Regions from separate parts of the Mus musculus genome. Here all the other regions are linked to region 2. A link is a contact called in public HiChIP or PLAC-seq data. All regions are on one chromosome and are shown on one strand. The core of a region is the stretch at or near the end of the contact, and the rest is flanking DNA. Distances in the headings are between cores, read along the strand shown.

The links. HiChIP or PLAC-seq counts read pairs in DNA pulled down with a chosen protein or histone mark.
Region 1: a contact with region 2 is called in an HNF4G HiChIP or PLAC-seq map of pancreatic cancer cells. The contact joins two enhancer-like sites. A contact is called at or near these places in 1 of 39 promoter capture datasets (liver), 2 of 484 Hi-C or Micro-C datasets (bone marrow-derived macrophages and liver), 1 of 115 datasets of contacts at active chromatin or transcription factors (pancreatic cancer cells) and 1 of 9 other capture datasets (liver).
Region 3: a contact with region 2 is called in an HNF4G HiChIP or PLAC-seq map of pancreatic cancer cells. The contact joins two enhancer-like sites. A contact is called at or near these places in 4 of 39 promoter capture datasets (the C10 cell line, the SN4741 cell line, liver and 1 more), 3 of 115 datasets of contacts at active chromatin or transcription factors (the 230-238 cell line, embryonic stem cells and pancreatic cancer cells) and 2 of 9 other capture datasets (adipose tissue and liver).
Region 4: a contact with region 2 is called in a FOXA1 HiChIP or PLAC-seq map of pancreatic cancer cells. The contact joins two enhancer-like sites. A contact is called at or near these places in 1 of 39 promoter capture datasets (liver), 1 of 115 datasets of contacts at active chromatin or transcription factors (pancreatic cancer cells) and 1 of 9 other capture datasets (liver).

The regions. Positions count from the first base shown.
Region 1 is chr4:132,444,902-132,447,601 of GRCm38.p6, forward strand. No RefSeq gene overlaps it. Among named protein-coding and RNA genes, the nearest start is that of Med18, 18 kb to the right of the region's middle. Within about 2 kb of position 1,395, at least 27 of the 459 cell types and tissues checked have an H3K27ac peak or open chromatin away from gene starts, as enhancers often do. A contact at or near this core is called in pancreatic cancer cells, where this site is marked.
Region 2 is chr4:132,651,726-132,654,507 of GRCm38.p6, forward strand. All of the region lies in intron 1 of Eya3 (EYA transcriptional coactivator and phosphatase 3), which reads left to right. Among named protein-coding and RNA genes, the nearest start is that of Eya3, 14 kb to the left of the region's middle. Within about 2 kb of position 1,321, at least 99 of the 459 cell types and tissues checked have an H3K27ac peak or open chromatin away from gene starts, as enhancers often do. A contact at or near this core is called in pancreatic cancer cells, where this site is marked.
Region 3 is chr4:132,426,644-132,429,503 of GRCm38.p6, forward strand. No RefSeq gene overlaps it. Among named protein-coding and RNA genes, the nearest start is that of Phactr4, 5.6 kb to the left of the region's middle. Within about 2 kb of position 1,553, at least 35 of the 459 cell types and tissues checked have an H3K27ac peak or open chromatin away from gene starts, as enhancers often do. A contact at or near this core is called in pancreatic cancer cells, where this site is marked.
Region 4 is chr4:132,402,193-132,404,892 of GRCm38.p6, forward strand. The region is part of intron 2 of Phactr4 (phosphatase and actin regulator 4); the gene reads right to left. Among named protein-coding and RNA genes, the nearest start is that of Phactr4, 19 kb to the right of the region's middle. Within about 2 kb of position 1,314, at least 59 of the 459 cell types and tissues checked have an H3K27ac peak or open chromatin away from gene starts, as enhancers often do. A contact at or near this core is called in pancreatic cancer cells, where this site is marked.

The sequences.
Region 1 (2,700 bases), core at 145-2,644, 210 kb before region 2:
GGTGGTGACTTGAGGCTTTAATCCCAGCACTTGGGAGGCAGGGGCAGGCCAGTTTCTGAGTTCGAGGCCAGCCTGGTCTACAGAGTGAGTTCCAGGACAGCCAGGGCTATACAGAGAAACCCTGTCTTGAAAAACAAAAACAAAAAATGCTAGAGCCTCACTAGGTGGGGTTGGTTGCAGTTTGTTAGTAGTTGTGCTCAAAGAAGAAACAGGAAGAAATGAGATTCAGATCTCTCCCTCTCTCTCTCCCTCTCCTTCTCTCTCTCTTCCCCCCTCCCCCCTCCCCTCTCCCTTCTCCTTCTCTCTCTCTCTCTCTCTCTCTCTCTCTCTCTCTCTCTCTCTCTCTCTCCTTCTTTGTCTGCTGACTAGTGTCAGGGGTGAAACCAAGGGGATAAGGGTAGAAAAAGAAAACCTCACCAAGTAGAAAGGCCAGCCACACCAGCTCCTGCTCTTTTGCTTCTGAGACACAATCTCTGCCCAAGGTGTCTTTGAACTTGCAATTCTCCTGCCTCGGCCTCCAGAGTTCAGGGATTATAAGCATGCAGGACCACATCTGGCTGAATTTATTTATTTAATCCTCCCACACACAGTTTTTGGGAAAGGGTCTCATGTATACCAGACAGGTCTCCAATTTGCTGTGTAGCCTAGAAGGGTGGGGTTTGTATATGCCCGGCCCAGGGAGTGGCACTGTTAGAAGATGTAGCCCTGTTCGAGTACATGTGCCACTATAGGTGTGGGCTTTAAGACCCTCATCCTAGCTGCCTGCAAGTCAGTATTCTGCTAGCAGCCTTCAGATGAAGATGTAGAGCACTCAGATCCTCCTGTACCATGCCTGCCTGGATGCTGCCATGTTCCCACCTTGGTGATACTGGACTGAACCTCTGAACCTGTAAGCCAGCCCCAATTAAATGTTGTCCTTTATAAGACTTGCCTTGGTCATGGTGTCTGTTCACAGCAGTAAAACCAGAGGGTAGCCTTGATCTTCAGGTCTCCTGCTTTTTCCTCTCAAGTGTTAAGAGTTACAGGTATGCACCCCCACACTCAGGTGGTGCTACCAATTATTTTTGTTCATGTGTGTGGGTGTTCACACATGTGCAGACATGTACTTGAAGGCCAGAGGTCCACTATGCCCTCCTCAATCCCTCTCCACCATATCGTGATTTTAATAAAGTAAGAGCTTTATGAGTATAAACTGACATCACAATAAATGGGTTTGATTTTCCACTTCGCTTCCAGTTGTCCAAGCCAGTGCCCAAGGGAGCTTCTTACTTGGGTGCTTATCGTCTACTGAGCTTGTTTGTCTGTTTGTTCCGTAGGTTACTCCCATTATTTCCTACTCACACTACCGAGGAAAAACACAGCAGCAATTAGTCAGCTTGACGAAAGGCCGACACGGTGACTCACATCCCGTCCGGAAAGTTCATCTCTGGTGCTCCGTCCACGGGCAGCATCACTGTTGAGAACCTGTCACTGTGGGCAGCATCCTGGGCTAAATCCTCTCTCGGGTGAGAAGAAAGCCAACCACCTCCCAAGCACAAGGACAGGCATCCCTTCTCCTTGGTACTCCAGCACTGGCCACACCACACAGACTCCACAGCCAGGGGGAAAGTGGAAAATTCCATATATCCTTGCTTTACTTTTTGGTTTTGTTTTTTTGTTTTCATTTTTGTTTGTTTGTTTCTTGAGACAGGGTTTCTCTGTGTGACCCTGGCTGTCCTGAAACTCCCTCTGTACCAGGCTGGCCTCAAACTCAGAGATCCACCTGTCTCTGCCTTCCAAGTGCTTGCTGGGATCAAAGGCGTGCACCACAACCACCTGGCTATCTTTTAAATTATATAAAAATTATACATCCATCGTGAAAATATAAACAAGGGAGCTGGGCATGGAGGAAGGGGTCAGTAATTCCAGCAGGAGGAGAATGAGTTTGAGGCCAGCCTAGGATATACAGCAAATGCTGTCTCAATTAAAAATGTAGGAAATTGGAGCTGAGCATGGTGGCACGGGCCTTTCATCCCAGCACTCCAGAGGCGGAGCAAGTGGATCTCTGTGATTTCCTGGATAGCCTGGTCTATAAAGTGAGTCCAGGACAGCCAGGGTTACATAGAGAAAACCTGTCTTGGGGAGACAGAATAGGCAGGAACAGGATGGACAAATGGACAGGGTAGACATACTACAAACAAACAAAACAAAAATAAAAACAACTAGGATCCAAGAGCTTGTGGTTTACACCTTTAATCCCAGCAATTGGCAGATGACAGAGACAGGCAAATTTTTGAGTTTGAGGCCAGCCTGGCCTGCAAAGTAAATTCTGGGACAGCAAGGGCTACACAGAGAAACTCTGTCTCAAACAAACAAACAAAACAAAACAAAAAAAAAACAAAACAAGAAGAGGAGGAAGAGGAAGAAGAAGAAGAAGAAGAAGAAGAAGAAGAAGAAGAAGAATTAGAAGAAGAAGAAGAAGAAGAAGAAGAGGAGGAGGAGGAGGAGGAGGAGGAGGGAGAGGAGGAGGAAGAGGAGGAGAAGGAGGAGAAAGGTAGGGAAGGAGGGAGGAAGAAAGGAAGAAAGAAAAAGAAAGAAAGAGAGAGAGAAAGAGAAAGAAAGAAAGAAAGAAAGAAAGAAAGAAAGAAAGAAAGAAAGAAAGAAAGGAAGGAAGGAAGGAAGGAAGGAAGGAAGGAAGGAAGGAAGGAAGGAAGGAAGGAA
Region 2 (2,782 bases), core at 71-2,570:
TGGTGTGGAACTCACTATATAGACCAGGCTAGCCTCATAGCTAGCTGCATCCCCATTGCTGGGATTAAAGCTGTGTTTCACAGCACCCAGCTGTTTATTTCATATTGTAAATACTTTTTAGGTTTGATCATAAGTTTGTCTTTCTAGTCTGCTCTGTGTGTGTGTGTGTGTGTGTGTGTGTGTGTGTGTGTGTATGTGTGTGTGTGTGTGTGTGAGAGAGAGAGAGAGAGAGAGAGAGAGAGAGAGAGAGAGAGAGAGAATGGACATACCAAGTATTTTAATCATGTGCAGCCATTATCACTATCCTCTTGGTCTTTATAGCGGATTTCTACTTTAACCTACAGTAACATCATTCAGTTGGTCTTTGGCAGGTTGTTTAAATCTGGTGACTCCAAGATGCTGCCTGTGTCTTAGGATAGAGCGAGAGCTGAGTGAGGCGGTGAAAGGAATGCACTCGCTCTCTCACCCTGCCCTTGTCCTCTCTATCTCTAGCTGGTGCTGAGATGTTCAGTTTTTACAGCCTCCATTCTTCCTCACAATCGTTATTATTGCCATTTTTTTGTCTAATTTTCAGGAAGAAATATATAAGTATTGGAACAAGCCTTTATTTACTTATTTGAAAGCTAATGTATAAAATCCAGATTCCTCCTTTGCATCACCCACTGTTAGTCACTGGTAAGAGCACGTTAGGATGGCCAGATATTCACAGAGAAACCTGTCCTGGAAAAAAAAGGAACTGTGTTAATCTTTGAATACTTCTGTGCCCACCTAACTGCCTGTAAATTCCTTTGCTGTATATAATATACTCAGGTATCTTGCATTATTTATACACGTCTCTTGAAGTTGTAATCAAGAGTGATGCATACATACTTTTACATAGGCACAGTATATATAAATATATACTTAATTCCCCTTTCTGCAGTAGCATAGCACATTGAAATAGACTAAGTTCTTAGGACCATAGGGATCACAAGATAAATAATGCTTTGATTCAGCTACAAAAGAAAGATTATGAAGTAGGAATCTAGAAATTTGAAGTATAAAGTATTTATTACTAATTATCTACTTTCTAACTTCTTAGCCATGAAAATAAAAGTAGTTGTGCTATTATACAAAGATTTGGCTTTGTTTATGACCATATGAAACTACAATAGTATTCTAAAGTTGGGTGTTCCAGGACTCATGGCTCAGCTGGTAACAGCACTGTTGCCAAGCCTGGTGGCCTGAATGGAATCCCCAGAACCCACATGGTGGAAGGAGAGGGCTGACTGCTGCGGCTGTCCTCTGAGCTCCACATGTGCACCGCACAAACCCAGTGTCCCTGCAGAATAAACAGAGGAAATGATGTTGGCACGGGAGAGGTGACTCAGCAGAGAGCTGTCACTTGAGAGCAGGATTTCTTGGCAAGCCTGGGCAACATTGTGAGGGCTCTCCGCCCCCCCCCCCCAACCTCCTGAAAAAGTTGACAAAAGAACAGAACTGTCAGAAGAACAGAACTGTCAGCTTCTTTGAATCAAACCAGTTTTTAGCTTTTTCATTGACAGTGTAGAGAAATGTGAACTCTTAGGAAATACTATTTTTCTTCTTGATATATTTTTTTGAGATTGCAGTTTAATTTCACATTTCTCCCAAACCTTCCTGTATTTCCCTCTCTCCTCTTCTTCAAAGTTATAGCTTCTTTTTTCATTAATTGCTATTACATGCATGTATATTTGTATGTACATATATATCCTAAATATAACCCATTAAACCCATATGTTACTTATGTTCATATTTCCATGAAGGCATATGAATACTAACGAGTTCTCATCTTCAGACAAGATGATAAAGCAAGTGTATTTAGAAACTAGGAGTGAGAACGGAAACTTGGAAGTTATTGAGACTTTATTGCTCAAGTGCTTGAAAGGTATTTAAACTAAAAGACTAACCCAGCATGTTTGTAACTTCATCAGCTAGTAACTGCATTCTTACTATGCTCATTTTCATAGCACTGAAATCTTTTCACTTCTGTATCATAGCTGTTATTATTTGGTGTTTTTAAATCTGCATCTTACCACAGAATATTGTCAGGTTTCACTAATGGTAAAAATATGTACAAACTACAACTAATCCATGGGAATAAGAATTCTAAGATGTTTGCAACAATTCTGTACTCTCGTTACTCAGAGTGGAAACAAGAATTGTGTTTATGTTATACAGCTTCCTCGGTTGCTAGTGAGTGTGACTTTCTATTATGTAGCCTGTGTCAATTAAAAAAAAAGTTGGGGTGACGTAATGTTAGAAGCTTTATGGCTGAGCTGTTATATGCTCAGTGGTAGACTGTAGAGTACTTAGTCTGTGTGAGGCCCTTGCTTTGCTCTCTAGAATCACAAGAAAGAAAAGGAAAAAAAGAAAAGAATACAAGTTGTAGCACATTAAAAAAAATGCTGAAAATGTAAAAAATACTTGAATCTTTCTATTAGCAGACTTATATTTCAACTTAAAAATTATTAGAAGGAAGAATTCTCTATTGATAGCAATAGTACTTAGGTATAATATAATTGATGGCTATTCACATATCTATTCACAGATGTGTTAGAGTATGAATTGGCAAGTGTCCCCAATACACTCGCCAGGATTGAGGAGGTTCTGAAATGAACAGCGTTGTTTCTTTGTAAGCTACTCTGATTTGATTTGGTTTTGGTGGTATTGTTTTTGTTTCCTTTGATTTTTGTTTGAGACAGTATTTCCCTGTATAGCTGAGGCTGTCCTCAGAGTTGCTGTAATTCCCCTGCCTCAGCCT
Region 3 (2,860 bases), core at 303-2,802, 220 kb before region 2:
CAGAGCTGCATGTATCCCAAGCTGGTCTCAAAGTCACCACGTAGCTGACAATTACCTTGAACTTCCGATCCTTCTGTCTCCACAGCTCCCACCCCTAAGGCTGGGATTACAATTGAAGGCTACCAGACTGTCTTTATGTGGTGCTGAGAATTAAACCCAGGGCTTTGTACATTCGAGGCAAAACCCTCTGCCAACTGAGCTGCAGCCTCAGCCCAAGAAATGGCGTTTTGTTATCTCTGCTTTAGAGAGTACTGGGTTCTGAAAACAAAGCTTTTCTTGTCTCTCAATTAGTGGTGATCTAGAAGCAGACAAATCCCAGCGCTTGTTAAACTTTACTCTATAGATTCAGTTTTGTTAAAACAAACAAAAGAAGCCAAGCAGTGGTGGCGCATGCCTTTAATCCCAGCACTCGGGAGGCAGAGGCAGGCAGATTTCTGAGTTCGAGGCCAGCCTGGTCTACAGAGTGAGTTCCAGGACAGCCAGGGCTATACAGAGAAACCCTGTCTCAAAAAAATAAAAAGAAAGAAAGGAAGAAAGAAAGAAAGAAAGAAAGAAAGGAAGGAAGGAAGGAAGGAAGGAAGGAAGGAAGGGAGAAAGAGAGAGGGAAGGAGGGAGGGAGGGAGGGAGGGAGGGAGGGAGGAAGGAAGGAAGGAAGGAAGGAAGGAAGGAAGGAAGGAAGGAAGGAAGGAAGAAAAGAGCTGGGCAGTGGTGGCACATGCCTTTGATCCCAGTACTCAAGAGGCAGAGGCAGACAGATCTCTATAAATTTGAGGCCACTCTGTTCTACAGATAGAGTTTCAGGACAGTCAGGGCTACACTGAGAAACCTTGTCTCAAATATTTTTTCCATGTTGTTTTTGAAAAATAGAATTTATGAAGTGAAAAGTTGGCTATTATTTGTGTGTGTGTGTGTGTGTGTGTGTGTGTGTGTGTGTATTTTAAGACAGAAGCTCAGGTAGGCCAGGCTGGCCCCAATACTTGGTCAAGAATTACCTTGAACTCCACCTGTCTCAGCCTCCTGAGTGCTGGGATGACAGCTGTCATATGACAGATAACATTAACAGAGACTGTTAATGTTGCTGCCACCTGCAAGCCACAGTACTCCCTAGCAGGTTCACATATCCTGCCCTCGACCCCCTACGAGGTGGGGAAGATTTTTTAGGTCTCCGTGTCTCCGTGGACCTTTGGATTAATTGGAGAAAGTTCTTTTTGTTGTTGTTGCTGTTTTGGGTAGTTTTTTTGGGGTGGTGGTGGATTGTTTTGTCTTTAGCAATTTTCCCTTCCCCCATCACCCTGCAATCTGCCCACAAAACAATTGTAATTAGGGGTTCCTAACAGTGGGGTCTGTGACACCAGATTGGGTTTGCAACTTGTTCTCCACCCCCATGAGTAACACTCAGTTTCCTCATCCCTAAAATACATATGATAACAAACAGTAGTTCCTTCCCAGACTTGCGGTCAAGGGTGGGATCAGGGCCAAGGGAGCACAGTGCCTGACACACAGCGATCCTGCAACAAACGATAAGAGTTGTCAGGCAGAGCATTGGCTAAACAGACAGGTGGTGCCTTAGCACAGCAGATCAGCCGGCAGACCTTTAGCATCTGTTTGTACCGCTTATACCTTGTGGCCTCGGGCAAGTGTCTCAACCTCGCTGAACCTTGCATGACCTTACAGGTGGCTTAAGAGATTAATGAGGTCATCTATGTGAAGTACTGAGACAGATCCTGGCATGGAGTCGACAGATAATAAATGAGGTGACGATAGAGTGATGATTAACACAGAAATAGTTACCAAGCATAGCTACAGGTTGAACAGCACAGACTGCAAACAGGCAGGCTCTGGGGAATCATAGCCTCTGGGCATTCTTCAAATTGTTGGCCAGCTTTAAAAATAGAAATTCACACATACACTTGGTGCACAGATATATAGACAGGCAAAACACCTGTACACATAAAAGAATAATATTTTTTAAATAAAAATTCATCTGGGTGCAGATGTGTTCACTTTTTTTTTTTAAAGATTTATTTATTATTATATGTAAGTACACTATAGCTGTCTTCAGACACACCAGAAGAGGGAGTCAGATCTTGTTACGGATGGTTATGAGCCACCATGTGGTTGCTGGGATTTGAACTCTGGACCTTCGGAAGAGCAATCGGGTGCTCTTACCCACTGAGCCATCTCACCAGCCCCCAGATGTGTTCACTTGTAATCCCCAACCTATGTGGAAGGTTGACACAGAAAGGTTGTTAGTTTGAAACCAGTCTGGGCTACATGGGTAGCATGCCCCTCTCAGAAACAAAGCAAACCAGAAGGCAATCTGTATGGAGTAGATTACCTGTAATCCCAGGACCCCAAAGGGAGGAGAAGGAGGGTAGAAAGGATACGGCCAAAGGGCTAGGATTTAGTTCAAGGGCAGCCTGCTGCTTGGCGGGCAGAACACCCTAGGCTCAAAGCCCAATACCACAAAGGGGTAGAGGGCTGGGCTTTAGCTCAGTTGGTAGAGTGCATAAAACCCAGCCTTCACATTCTAGCACTTGAGTAGTGGAGGCAGCGGATCAATTGAATGTCATCCTCTGCTACATGGCCAATCCTTAGTTAGCCTAGAGTTAGGAGGACCTGTGAAATCCATCAGCCGAAGCCACATAATGAGAACCTGTGTCTCAAAACAGAAACAAATAGCTGAAATTGTGTATTTTGCTCCAGCTTCTTTCAGTTTTAAAATGTAAAGATCTGACCATACAAAACACTCAACTATGAGGAAGATGATGGTGATGGCGTACAACAGAGAAAGCTAATTTATTATTGTAAGAAAGCCAAGTGTTGCTCCTTGAAGAAGAGATATTAAACCAGAGGCACT
Region 4 (2,700 bases), core at 64-2,563, 250 kb before region 2:
AGAAGAGATACATACAGTGAGGACTCATGTACCCCCGTGTGAGCCTACATCTGTACCCAATGTATACTTGCACTTGGGTGCTCACACACACACAAGAACACATGCATTTATATATACACCACATACACAGACCAAAAAATCATGTGAGCTACTACACAAGTGACTAAAATTATTGTTAAAGTCCCTTCCTGTTAAGCCAATAATTTAATCAATTCAATATTCTGCTAAGGGAACAAAAAGGCTCCAGGAAGGCTGGTCAGGTGTGCCACTGTGCACTTTTTATAATGAATCAAAAGGAATGCTTGCCAAATAAGGAAAAAAAATCAAGTGCATTTTGATATTAATGAACCTCACTGGCCACCAATTATTTTATACTCTATTGTTTTTTTCATGTGCAGAATGTAGTTGGTTTTTGTAATTATAATAAAAGAGATTGGGTGGGTAGGTGGGTGCACACCCTCATAGAAGCAGAAGGAGGGGGGATGGGATGGGGGCTTCTGGAGGGGGGAATTGGGAAAGGGAATAACATTTGAAATGCAAATAAATAAAATATCGAATTAAAAAAAGAGAAATTGCTAGGCAGTGGTAGTGCATGCCTTTAGTCCCAGCACTTGGGAGGCAGAGGCAGGTGGATTTCTGAGTTCGAGGCCAGCCTGGTCTACAAAGTGAGTTCCAGGACAGCCAAGGCTACACAGAGAAACCCTGTCTCGAAAAACCAAGAAGAAGAAGAAAGAAGAAGAAGGAGGAGGAGAAAGAGGAGAAGGAGGAGGGGAAGGAGGAGGAGGAGAAGAAGAAGTAGAAGAAGAAGGAGGAGGAGGAGGAGAAGAAGAAAAAATAATTAAGAAGCCTTAGTCTTTTAATGAGAAAAATCAAAGCCTTATAAAATCACATGGAAGAGCCAACTGAATTCTATTAAGGAACCCAGAGATGTCAATGATGTATAGAAACCAGGCAGACAGAACGGAGGACCCACAGCTGGATTTTGCAATGGGCTGAATGTTTCTTAACAGTAGCAGTCAGTGCTGGTGACTCAAAGGGATGACGAATTATGGCTGCTCCATCTTCCTTCTCTCTCTTTCATAACGCTTTACAATTCAGTTGGCTCACAAACTGTCTCCAAGTAAAGGAGACAGGAAATCTGTGCAGAACTGGCCCTCAGTCACGTATCTGTGGATACAGTAACTGAGAATAGCCATGGCACCTGAAAAAGTTACTCAGGAACTTCTAGCAAGGATTCAGGTTAAGGGGCATTCCTTTCCGGCTCATATGCAGAAGAATCCAGCCTTTATCCTCCTCTAAATAAAAAGTCTGAGTAATGAACACCTGGCACCACAGTGAGTCAACAGTAATTCCTGCAAAATAATTGAGGATGACTATGTAAATGTTGTTTCTATCAAACTCACTCCAGCTGGTAATTCAAGTGCACTGTGCTGATTTCATGTATAAAACAGCCCTCCCTTCAAAACCTTCAATTTTTAGAACCACAGAAAGTATAGGGGGTATATAATTAAAACTTTCCAGGCTGGAGAGATGGCTCATCGGTTAAGAGCACTGATTGCTCTTCCAGCGGTCCTGAGTTCAATTCCCAGCAACCACATGGTGGCTCACAACCATCTGTAATGGGATCCAATGCCCTCTTCTGATGTATCTGATGACAGCTACAGTGTCCTCATATAAAATAAATAAACCTTTAAAAATGTTTTTTTCCATAGAGCTTTTAAAATCAAAGAGGAAATTACATTTTACACTACACACACCTTTGCTTCTAAGTTTCATTTTAAAACCAGAACCAAATGCATGCGTGCCTTAGGAAAAGAGCCTAGTAAATCAGAGGAACGTTCAGGCAGCACGCACCTATGCTTATCTGTCTATGCTAAAGCATCCAGTACAATTCTATTTTGACTTTTCTGAAAAGCTTTATGAGTGCTGTGGGTAAATATGAATCCTGAAAAACAGAACCTTCCACGAAACAAGCTTGGTGATTGTCACTTCAACCTGAGAGCTATTTCTTTTCATGAAGAATCCTTAAATGAAGCATGGTCCCACTGGGGTGGTGATGTAGGACTGTCAGTCCCAGCAGTGCAGAGGCTGAGGCCAGGGGATTGCCCTGAGTCTGAGGCTAGTGTAAGCGACAAAGTGAGACTCTATCTCAAAAACTATATCAAACAGATAGCCAGTGGGTTCATATCTTTAATTCCAGTACTCAGGAGGCAGAGGCAGGCAGATCACTGTGATTTCAAGGCCTATACAGTTCCAAGATAGCCAGGGCTACACAGAGAAATCCTGTCTCAAAAAGTCAAAATAAAATAAAATAAAATAAATAAATATATAGAAAATAAACAGGATCCAGTAACCATTAAACACTAGACTCATATTCCCTGTTCCCCGGCTTAGACGCCAAGAACCTAAAGGTACCTAAAATCTAAGGAAGAGCCATGTGGTATTTAATCAGCACTGTGAACTTGACTGGACAGAGTCACCATGGAAACCCACCTCAGGCTTTACTTAGAAGGTATTTCCAGAAGGTTTAACTAAGGCTGGCAAATGGTTTACTACATAAGCCTAGAGACCTGATTTTCACCTCTAGAAGCTACATCAAGGTGTAGAAAAAGAACCAACTCCACAAAGTTGTCCCATGACTGCCACGTGGGTGCTGTGGCATACACATTCGCACAGTACACTAAATAAACAAATAAAGAA